Regions from separate parts of the Triticum aestivum genome. Here regions 1 and 3 are each linked to region 2. A link is a contact called in public Hi-C data. All regions are on one chromosome and are shown on one strand. The core of a region is the stretch at or near the end of the contact, and the rest is flanking DNA. Distances in the headings are between cores, read along the strand shown. Region 1 holds the start of LOC123079613 (protein RETICULATA-RELATED 6, chloroplastic). Region 2 holds the start of LOC123079618 (exocyst complex component EXO70B1). Region 3 holds the start of LOC123079616 (PRA1 family protein B2).

Evidence for each region. Hi-C and Micro-C count contacts between places; a contact is called where the count stands out from the background.
Region 1: a contact with region 2 is called in a Hi-C map of leaf, with 7 times the contacts expected there. The contact joins the promoter of LOC123079613 here to the promoter of LOC123079618 in region 2. A contact is called at or near these places in 2 of 5 Hi-C or Micro-C datasets (both in leaf).
Region 3: a contact with region 2 is called in a Hi-C map of leaf, with 2.7 times the contacts expected there. The contact joins the promoter of LOC123079616 here to the promoter of LOC123079618 in region 2. A contact is called at or near these places in 2 of 5 Hi-C or Micro-C datasets (both in leaf).

The regions. Positions count from the first base shown.
Region 1 is chr3D:455,539,969-455,543,728 of IWGSC CS RefSeq v2.1, reverse strand. LOC123079613 (protein RETICULATA-RELATED 6, chloroplastic) reads left to right here and starts at 2,389. Exons shown (of 7, transcript XM_044502409.1): 1 at 2,389-3,378. The coding sequence starts at 2,816. LOC123079614 (sorting nexin 2B) reads left to right here. Exons shown (of 5, transcript XM_044502410.1): 4 at 329-415; 5 at 1,651-2,116. The coding sequence ends at 1,731.
Region 2 is chr3D:455,734,615-455,738,125 of IWGSC CS RefSeq v2.1, reverse strand. LOC123079618 (exocyst complex component EXO70B1) reads right to left here and starts at 2,161. Exons shown (of 1, transcript XM_044502413.1): 1 at 1-2,161. The coding sequence starts at 1,834.
Region 3 is chr3D:455,600,887-455,604,829 of IWGSC CS RefSeq v2.1, reverse strand. It overlaps LOC123079616 (PRA1 family protein B2), which reads left to right and starts at 2,086. Exons shown (of 1, transcript XM_044502412.1): 1 at 2,086-3,003. The coding sequence starts at 2,153. The coding sequence ends at 2,818.

The DNA.
Region 1 (3,760 bases), core at 1,140-3,639, 190 kb after region 2:
TTTGTTTGTGTTGACAATATTAGAGTCTTTAAGCCTGTCGTTCAACCCAGATAGCATCTATTTGAGTTGACTGAGAAATATTACGAGGCATGTCTATGTAATAAAACACTCCTTTCAAGTCAAGTAAAGTGCCCATCATATTTCTCTTTTCTTTTTTCTTTCTTGGTGTGGGAAGTGTCGCATCCCTCTGTAGCCTGTAGGTTATCAAACCACATGTTATAATTTTGGTAACACTTGGGACATGACTATGCTGTTGATTTTAAGTTCCCATTTTGTTGTTTGGCATGGACTATTTGGGGTTTCTCTGAAATAAGCTTCTCTAATGCAGGAAAACAACATGAATGAAATTAAGAGATTTAATAAAGAGATACGCCAGGATTTGGTGGAGATGATGAAAGGCTTTGTAACAAGTCAGGTATAAATTTCAAACTTCAATTCTGAATCATTCTTCTGGTTGCCGGTTGTACGACCCTTTGAATTTTTGTAATGCAAAATCAAAAGATAAATACATCAGTTGAGTATCTGTCTACCATATTACCTATTGCAATTTGCTGTAAATATATCTTCATAGCCCCATTATTTTAAATTCTGTATCCCATATTAACCCAAAATGTTACCCAGTACCATTGCATAGTATTGCCCAGTTTGAAACCAGAAGTTAGTAATGATGCCCACTGTGGCTACTGCACAGTTGCTCCCTTTTCTGCAAAAGTGCAAAATGAACATTTGGAAATTGGTATGTGGTGACCATGGCTGTATGAATTTTCCGCTGCACAACTTTGGATTGTACTGTATGTTTGTATGCATGAAGCAGAAGTGAGTTGTCGGTCCACTTGATGTTTGCAGTCCCACCTTTCTTATCTTGCATCGTTATATCGACCTAAGAGCATGTGAAGCATGTTCCTTTTTCATGTTTCTGCTGGTTGGTTACCTAGAGCTTGAGCAACACATAAAGAAACAATTCCAAGGCTTGCAGAAAGTAGAAACCATGTCGACCTAGCGACTGGTAGGGGTGTCCAATTGCCACGTGTTATTAGGTTGTAGGAGTACATCGTGTCGACTATAAAATATAAATGATATGGTATATTGTTATTTGTTGTGTTTATTTCTCTATAGCAAAGGAAAGGATAAACCCTGATTAAGATGAGCAAACCAATGCCCATATGTCAAACACTGTATGCTTCATGGTAATTTGGTAGTGATGTGAAAATCTACACTGTGTATGACATTGTTTTGGAAGACATAGTCTGTTCTGCATGGATAGGGAGGTAGTGTTTGATTGGATAGTATAGATAACATCTGAAATGATTTTTGGTCCACTGTTGCGCATTGGCAGGCAATGTTGGTCGCCTTTTTTGGCCAAGAAAAGTTCATCGCACATGGAACTATTTTAGCTTTGCAACACCGCCTCAGTAAATAATTTTCCAAAGTTCAAATCAGGCAACCTAGATGGTGTTGTATGATATTCAAAATTATATAATACCAGTAGGTGCATACAATTTGCTGGTGGGAGTGGGTGGGACACCATCTTGTTTTCAACACTTATGAGTTCTCTATAACTCTTTGAAAATAAACAGTGGATTTCACAGTATCAACAATTTGATCATCGCAAAAGCTAACTAAATTGCCATGTATTTTGTCAATGTGCAGGTTGCACAGTCAGACAATATTGCTAGTATATGGGCAAAGTTAGCAGAAGACACAAAGGGATACGCGGACAGGAGCAGCTGAAGTAGGATGTAAATATAGGTGTGAATTTTGAGCCACTCATCTGAAGCATCAACATTGGTTACCACATTGAGATTCGTGTCATCACTCGCTCGGTGATTTAGGCGATATGTGCAGAGACAGTTTCCACTCCCCAAGGGGCATTGAGATTGGTCAAGGATTTTCTTGGAGGTAGCTATCTCCGGATGTGTACCTGAAAATTTGTCAGGAAAGATAGAACAAATCCTGGACCGCAAAACCGACACATCTGCTTTCCCCCCAGTTTTTCCCCACCCTGGGTTTAGCTGTAATGCTGAGTTTTCTCTGTACAATTACGCGGCACTAGCTGACTGGAGTTCCCTGCTTCCTGAGAGAACCATATAGCACATGAGAAAGATTCTTTTCAGTACTTAAGAAGTGTTGCAGGCTTGCATTTGCTATCTCGAGATGTATTTTCCTTTGTTTTCTTTCAGGAAAGGGATTGGGTTTGATATTATGCTGCGCATCACCAGGTTTGTGCGGAAGGTGAGCCACTCATCTCCGACGAGGCTGACTGGTTGGGATATGCTCGCGGAGACGCGAGCCAGTGGTATGGTCGGCAGCTAGTAGCCATTCCTATCACGCAATCAGGCACCAGGCATAGGGGTGACCCTTTGCGAGCTCCCTGAGACGCCGCGTATGCATGTTCAAGCTCCCGCCACGAAACCCGAAGAACGAGAGCTAGTTGCCATGAAAAAAATTCCACCCCGGCGAATTCCGCCCAAAAATCCGCTGCTGTCCCTGTCTCTGCCAAACAATTATGGTACGATCTGCGGCGTGGTGCCTCTTTGTCCGCTACTTGGACGCAATGTCGACCAGCTTCAAGCACTTCAAACGCGTGGTGAGAAATGCTTCCAAGTTCTTGATTTTTACTGGGCATGTCTTGGAGAGGTGAGAAGAAGGCGTACGTAGCTCTGCTGTGCAAACAGTTGTACAGTTGTACTGCCGTGCTGTAGTACCAGCAAGGGATAGTTAGCCAACGGCCACAGGCTACTCCGTCTCTTGTTGCCTCGCTCCACTTCCCCCCTGGCCGCCGGCGCGCCTCCGGCGACGTCTCCGCCCGGGGAGAATGCTGCCCCACGCGCCCTCCCGTTACCCGGGCGCCGCCAAGTTCAAACCCCTCGTCCCCGCCAAACCGCCACTCTCTCCCGCGTCCTCCTCCTCCTCCCGCGGGAACCTCTGCGCCGCCGCCGCCTCCCGCCGCGACTTCCTCCTGCTCGTCCCGTCCCTGGCCGCAGCGTCCACGGCCCTCCAGTACCTCCCCCTCGCGGCCTCCGCCGCGGACGATGAGAAGCCGGCCCCAACACCGCCGCCAGCTCCGGCCCCAGCACCGGCTCCGGAGCCCGACGGGGAGGCGGCGCTGTCGAGGATGTACGACGCCACGGTCATCGGCGAGCCGCAGGCCGTGGGGAAGGACGCGCGCGGGAGGGTGTGGGAGAAGCTCATGGCCGCGCGGGTCGTCTACCTCGGGGAGGCCGAGCTCGTGCCCGACCGCGACGACCGGGTGCTCGAGCTCGAGATCGTCAGGAAGCTGGCCGCTCGCTGCGCGGACGCCGGGAGGACCCTCTCCCTCTCGCTCGAGGCCTTCCCCTGCGACCTCCAGGAGCAGCTCAACCAGTTCATGGATGGGAGGTTTGCTACTGCACTTTTTGTTAATTGGAACGAATTTTACCTGTTCCTAGTTGCCACAATTCATAATTCTAACCGAGATACGTACAATGCAGGTAGAATTTTCTACATGCTCAGAGCTTTGTGAACCAGTTCATTGATATTGTGGTTTCATTTTGATAGATTTATATTACTGGGAAGTTAAGAGTAGTTTCGACTCAGGATTTAGAATATCGATTACAGAAAATTTTATACCTCGTGGAAACATTTTGAATTTCCAAAAAAAAGGAATTATTCCAATAAAAATTCACTGAATTAGACCCAGTTTAAATTTGATTTGAATTAATTTGGATCTCGTCAGAAATTTTGTGATAACAAACATTTCAGGACCCACTGAATTTAAGAA
Region 2 (3,511 bases), core at 912-3,411:
TAGCAATCAAGCCCTTATATGCCGGCAGCACCGAATCTGCTATTGCTGCCTTAACATCGGCGCGCAGCTGATCATCCGTGATCACCCACTCAGACTGCGCCGCCCGAATCTCCTCCAAGTAGCCATTGAACATCTGAAGTTTCTGAAGCATGGCCTTGGGTGGGAGACCAGAAAACCCAGAGCCTCCGGTCTGCAGCACCGACATCACCTTCGCCCAAGCCCCGCGCTGGTACTCCATACTCCACCGGCGCACTCGGCTTAACATCTGCTTCATCCAGTCATCGCCGAGTAAAACCCCAAGCTCACTGTCATTCACCTTGTGGATGACGTACTTGCCATTATTCATCAAGAAGATGGAGGCCAGTGGCGGGTCCCTGTATATCTTGGATTTGCTCTCTAGATTCTTGTGAAGCACATCCATGATCCACGCAATGTGCACCGCAAGCGACGAAGTGGGGCGGTCAGGATCGACAGCAATGGCGGTCACGCCGAGAGCACCCAGGTCACCTTCCATGACCTCTTCTAGTGTCTGTCTTGAACCGCACGCGGCACGGAGATAGTTCATGACATAGCGAGTGATTGGGTGTATGCCGCCGCCGGGCACCGCAACACGGGCCGGGTCACGGCGGATAAGATTCTCCAGCTCCATGAATATACCTTTGATGGAGGAGCCGAGAGTGTTGCATACAGCAGAGACCTCGGCGCGAAGCGCTGCGGAGTAGGGGTCGGCGAAAACAGGGTCGAGGTCAGGGAGGAGATCGCGCACCGCCTCGTACATGTCGATGACACGAAAGAGGCGCTCTGGCGCGCGGCTGGCAGCGGCAACGGCATCGCCGAACGAGATGAGCTGCAGCGCCTGGGTGCGAACCGCGGCGACGAAGGCGAGGTCGCCGTAGGGGGCGAGGCCCTCGAAGACACGGTCGGAGAGGCGGCGCTCGCTGGGGATGAGGATGCGGAACACCATCTTGAAGGCCGGGATCCAACGCGCAATGTCGAACTCCAGCTCCTCCCAGGGCAGGGAGTGGACCTCGTCGGAGGTGCGCGAGCGGATGCCGAGGCGCGCGACGCTCTCGTCGATGAACCCGCGGCGCGCGGCCGCGTAGGCCTCGGCGCACTCGCGGCCGAAGCCGGCGTCCACCATCCTCCGCGCGATCTGGTGCACGTCGGAGACGGACCCCGGGGGCAGGGCGTCGATGACCACGTCGAAATCCGTGACCGGCTTGGCGATGGGGATTGGCTCGTCGCCGTAGCCGTCGTCCGCGTCGTAGTCCTCGTCGTCGCTCTGCTCGGAGTCGAACCCGCCGGGCGCCGCCGGGGCCGCGTCGTCGGGGCGCTCGATAAGCGCCCGGAACTCGTCCTCCAGCCGGGCCATGCACCGGCTGAGCAGCTCGTCGGCGCGGTCGAGCAGCCCGCGGTTGGTCCCCGCCGCGTCCAGCTCCTGCACGGTGCCGATGAGGTCGTCCACCGCCTCCAGGAAGGCGTCGGCGTCGGCGGAGTCGGCCCAGACGAGCCTCTCCATGGTCACGAACTGCGAGATCTGCCGGTCCAGCGTGCGCACGGTCCGCTCCAGCGACGTGACCGGCGCCGGCATCGCCGCCGCCGCGGCCGAGGGCAGCACGGGCGGGGGCGAGGAGGCCGGCATCGACATCGAGTGCTCCCCGGCCCCTCCTCCTCCGGCCGCGGCCGCCGCGGCGTAGAGCTTGTCGAGCGACAGGCGGCCGTCGTAGTTGGAGAAGACCTTGAGTATGTCCTCCGTCATGGTGCCGGTGCGGCCCAGCGTCTTGGCGATGTGCTGCACCGTGGCCAGCAGCTTCTCCTCGCCGTCCTCCGCCATCGGCCGCGACAGGGACCCGACGCCGGACGGCACTCCCGGCGAGATGAGGTTCGAGCTAGGGTTTGTTTGGTCACGCGGCGCGGCGGAGGGAGCTCGTTGGAGTGGCTGCGGTGGGGGAGAGCGGTGCTGTTCTGTGCCGGACAGCGACAGCTCGTGAACTGGGCGCTCACCTGCTAGCAGAGCACGGCTGTAAAATTGCGACGTCTTGGTAAAAAATTACCGTGGGGAGAGGAGGGTAAATTCGCTGTGGGCGGTGGATCGGGGTGTTGTTTCGCCGGGTGAACGGTCGAGTAAAAATTTGGTGACCTCGGGAGAGGGGAAAGGATGGGAGGCCGGGCCAGAAAGCATGAATAAATGCGGGCAGCGACACCGATCGGGAAGACGGTGAGGGTTTTTTAATTCTCGCTGACAGGTGGGGACGGGGCCGACGAAGCGTAGCGCTAGGGTTTTGGACATTTGGTCGCGTCGACACGGAAAGGTTTTAGGGACAAAGTGCGGCAGGGATCGCGTGATCAACGGGAAAGTGGTGGTTGTTGGCTGCTTAACTTTTTTTTTTCGAGGAACCGGCAGGAGCACTGCCTTTTCATTTCAGACGAAAAAGAGGGTTTATGTACAAAGATGACAGGTTTTTCCGGGGAAACCTGACGAAACCCTTATAAGAACCGTTGTGGTATGCTAAGTGAACCAAATCACCCAATGTCGGTCGCCACTTGTGCCCTGCCAAAGGCGCAAGCCCGCATTCTTATGTCGTCGAGCGCGATGGCCGCCACCTCCAGGTGAGTGAGGCGAGTGCCGATGAATATCCGGCGGTTGCGCTCCTTCCAGATATTTCAAATGGTGTAGAGGAAGTGACCGCTACGCCGGCGTCTTTCATCCTTGGACAGGGGACAGATAAGCCGCTCCCACCAGTCGGAGACTCCCATGGGAGGCGGAATTGTCATCATGTTCGTCGGCGCCTCCCCGGTCCATGCCTGAACATGCGACCAAACCGCAATCGCAAATGGGCAGTCCTTGCAGAGGTGAGTTGCCGTCTCCGGTGCTCCCAGACACAGCGGGCATGTAGGATCGTGCGGCCATCCGCGAATAGCGAGCATGTCGGCCGTGAGGATCTTTCCATGGAGCACCAGCCAGGAAAAGAGCTTGCATTTGGGTTCCGCGTGTGCCTCCCAAATCTTCGTCGGCGAGAACCTGGGGAAGGAGCCAGAGAATTGGGCAGTATATGCCGAAGCCGCGGAGTAGATTCCATTTGTAGTCCAACGTCAGGAGATGGAGTCCTCCCTGTCCATAGACAGTGTAACCTGGGAGGTCAGAGATGCTATCGAGATGAATTCCTGCAGGTGTATGGGAGACTGAAGGCGGGCGACTGATCTGATCCAGTTATCCTCGTGCAGCTCCTTGGACACTGTTCTCTGCTTTCTTGTGGCGATTTTGTATAATCCGGGAGCCAGCATCCTAAGGGGACCCTTTCCGGTCCAGTCATCATGCCAGAACAGAGCTTTGTGGCCGTTACCCAGCACGATGGAGGTCGAAGCTCTGAATAGCGCCATATCCGAGTCGTCGCAGGGTAGGGCAGAGCCCACCCACTGACGGTCAGGGTCGGTACACATTAGCCATGGCCAGCGTAAGCGGAGAGCCCGACCAAATCTCTCTAGGTCTGTGATTCCCAGCCCACCTAGG
Region 3 (3,943 bases), core at 837-3,336, 130 kb after region 2:
ATTCAACAGAATATGACTCCATTGGGTTGGATTTGGTGGCACTCGCAAAGAATGCGAGCAACCTGGCGGCCGTTACACAACTTGTCATCACTCTTCAGCGAGGACATGTTTGGGAGCGCCTAAGAGCATCTACAGCTGGGCGCTCAAAAGGCCAAAAAACCTTATACGCCCCGGCGGACAGCCTGGTCGCTGATCGGTCGAATAAAACCGACCCAGACGGACGTCCCATACCGGCCCTGAACGCCCGGGCTGACCGGCACCCCACATATCCAGCCCAAATATGTGCGGATATGAGGAGGCCTAGACGCACTCGGGCATGCCCGCCATGTCGGCTCTGGCCCACGCTGGCCCATCCCAACCCCACATATATTCTTTCCCATCCGCTACCCAGACCAAACCTTAGTCACTCCACTTTGCCCTCAAGCTCCCTTCCGGCGATCTCCGACCTTCTTCGGGATGGCGGGCAACAGATCTGAGTCCTTCGTCATCCGATCTATGGACTGGGACCTCATCCTCCGTGGGTCTGAGGAGGAGATGGTTGTCCACATTGCACTCCACCGTACCTGTGAGGAGAATGCCTGAAAACAGTCGGACTTGATCCAACGAGAATCCATAGCTTCCGCAGAAATGCCAGAGACGATGAGGTCTGTCTGCACACCGACCCCTTCGTTCGCTCTGAGTCAGAGGTGCACACTCGCCTCGCGTCCGATGAAAATATGGTGCGGCGTTCCCACCGTGCGAGGCATCAGGCAAGAGAGGCTATGGCAGCCCTCGCGGTACATGCCGATGAGGCGGAGCCACACTCTTCGATGTCGCGACATCGTCGTGGTGGATGTGTCGGGCTCCGACCATGATGGGTTCATAGTTGACCTCACATTGACTGACAACATGCAGGCCACGGACTCCAACGACGAAGAGTAGGACATGGGAGACAGCCGCGCCTCGAGTCCCATGAGTCGGTGCATGTCTCATGTCCTACTCTAACTCGTCGGCGACCGCACCTCCACTTCGAGGGGCTTAGCCGGCCGCTAGACATGGATACGGAGGAAAACAAGGGCGGTCGTCAGCGAAAATTTAGACTAGTTTTATGTTGCATGTAATTGTACAGATTTGAGGTTTCTTCATTCATGTATCCGGTTTTGAAAGAGAAAATTTGAGGTGTGACCTAGATGACCCCTTGTATTTGTTACCAGACAGCCACACTCAGCAAACGCAAACCCTCAAATCCACGTGTGTGGATCATATAGCACAAATTCATCACAATTTAATAGTTCAACAAAGCAAAATAAATCATAGTTCAACAAATCCGGACATGTCAAAATGAAATTGAAGTCCGAGCGTGATGGATGAGTCGTTGGGCGCCATCTGCGTCGCCTCCTCTGTCGTGGATAGCCCTGTTGCCTACTCTGCCTCCATCTTTGTCACCTACTCTACAACAATCATCTCCGCTATCACCGCCTCATACTCCCTATGTTTGTTTATCTCCTTCTACCTCCTGACGAGCCATATCTTCCCTTGCTCATCCAACAGGCTTGTGTCCGCCAACATCATCCTCGAATCCTTCGTATCTCGAGCAAGTTGTAACCTCTCCTTCTCAATCTCTATTATCCAAAAGCCTGGACCTTCTCAATCTCCCATTTGAGACTAACGATGTATGCAACTAATTGATCATGTCCGACATGAGAATGCAAGGTATTGATCGAAAAGGGGCAAGAAAATATACCATGCCCTGCTGTGTCATTTCATTGAATAGGACGTGGGCAGACTAGGCGCCGCCGCTGCCCGTGCTTGTTCACGCCCGTTGGAGCTGCGACGAGTGACACACACTGTCCTCCGGCGCCCGCATTGCCGGAAAACCATCAGGAATAGCCCAATCGGTCGTCGGATGCGGCTCCACTGGGTGGACTTGGGGATTTCTATACCTCTTTCTTCCCGCTTTGCGGTTTGGTCGAGTCACTGATTAATCAGGTCATAATCGCGACACGTAGAACGCTAATGACTTGTGGGTCCCGTGTTAGTCCAGCACCCACTGTGTGTGAGGTGGAGACGGGCGCAGAGCCACCAATCCTCGGAATCATAAAAGTGCTGGCCCAGCCCAGCCAGCGTGCCCATCAATCAATCCGCGGAATCTATCCCCCCCGCAGCAGACGCCATGGCCGCCGCACCGACGCCGCAGCCCTTGCTCCCGGTGACCAACCCCTCCTCCGGGGGCGGCGGCTCTGCCCCGTCCGCCGGCAGCGGCCTCACCGACTCCGCGCTCGCCACGCCGGCCTTCCGGCTCTTCCTCAGCAGGGTCTCCGACACGGCGCGGCGCTCGCTCGCCGACCGCCGCCCCTGGACGGAGCTCATCGACCGCTCGGCCATCTCGCGGCCGGACTCCCTCTCCGAGGCCACCTCGCGATTGCGCCGCAACCTGGGCTACTTCCGCGTCAACTACGCCGCCGTGGTGGCCTTCTCCCTCGCGGCCTCCCTCCTGGCGCACCCCTTCTCGCTGCTCGTCCTCCTCGGCATCCTCGGCGCCTGGTGCTTCCTCTACGTCTTCCGCGCGCCCGACCAGCCCGTCGTGCTCTTCGGCCGCACCTTCACCGACCGGGAGACGCTGCTCGGCCTCGTCGTCTCGTCGCTGCTCGCCTTCTTCCTCACGTCCGTCGCCTCGCTCATCATCTCCGGCCTGCTCGTCGGCGGCGCGCTGGTGGCGGTGCACGGCGCGTTCCGCATGCCCGAGGACCTCTTCCTCGACGACTCGAGCTCTGTGTCAAGCGGCAACACTTCCCACAGGCTGCTCTCCTTCCTCGCGTCGCCCGGATCTGGTGTTTGAGCCTGCGCGAGATCTGGTAGCCTTCTTGCATCAACGAGTTCATCTCAAGTCTGAGTCTAATTTCGCGAGATCTGATTTTGGTTTTAATATGTATCTCCAGTTATTCAAAGATCCGCGTGAAGCTGTATTCTCTCGTATTTGACCAGATGTTAAGCATTAGCAAATTGATCACTGTGCACTATGAATCGATTGAGCGTTAGCAAATTGATCCGCATTATTAGCTGTATTCGCTCGTATTTAACCAGATTGTTCATATACAGGTTTTATGGTTTCCACTGTGTCTGCCTTTGCCTGTAGTTTTCTTTTTATCTACTCCCTCCGTTTCTAAATATAAGTCTTTTTAGAGATTCCAACAAGGGATTACATACGAAGCAAAATGAGTGAATCTACAATCTAAAATATGTCTACATACATCCGTATGTTGTAGTCCATTTAAAACCTCTAAAAAGACTTATATTTAGGAACGGAGGGAGTACTTGTTCGAACTCATTTTGGTGCCTGAATTTGGGGTTGTGGTGAGATATTTCGTCGGTCCTTAGAAAACAGTTTCACTTCAGAGCATCTACGTCCGGCCTCCTCAAACGCCTTTATACGTGGCAGCCTCGAAAGCTCGGTCAGTGACCGGACATAAAATTGTGACCCAGTCGGCCTTCTCAAATTGGCTTTATACGTCTAGGCCAACCAGCACCCACATATCCAACCCATGTCTAGAATGAATATGAGGATGCCTGGACCCATCCGTGCGTGTTCGTCACATCGGACCAGACAGACTGGTGCCACCACAAATTAACCAAGTCCGTCAAAATCCAACGCCCTCCTCCTGCGTTCATCCTTCATTTTCTGCGTCCGAGCCCTCGCCGTCCTCTATCATCTGTGTCACCCTAGATGATGTTGCCACCCGCCGCCATGGATGTTGCCTCAGAGTCGTTTGTGGGGCTCCCATCCGTGGCGACGAGCTGCAAGGCAAAGAACGTCGTCCGGAGGGAGCGGCGAAGGAAGCAACGCGAGTGGGAAGTGGTAGCCAAGGATTTCAAGGACGCCCGCGTTTGATGTTGCGGGATCCAAATTGTCCTACGTTTGATGTTGGGAGAACATCGTGCGCTAACAAGAAAAGAACGACAAAGA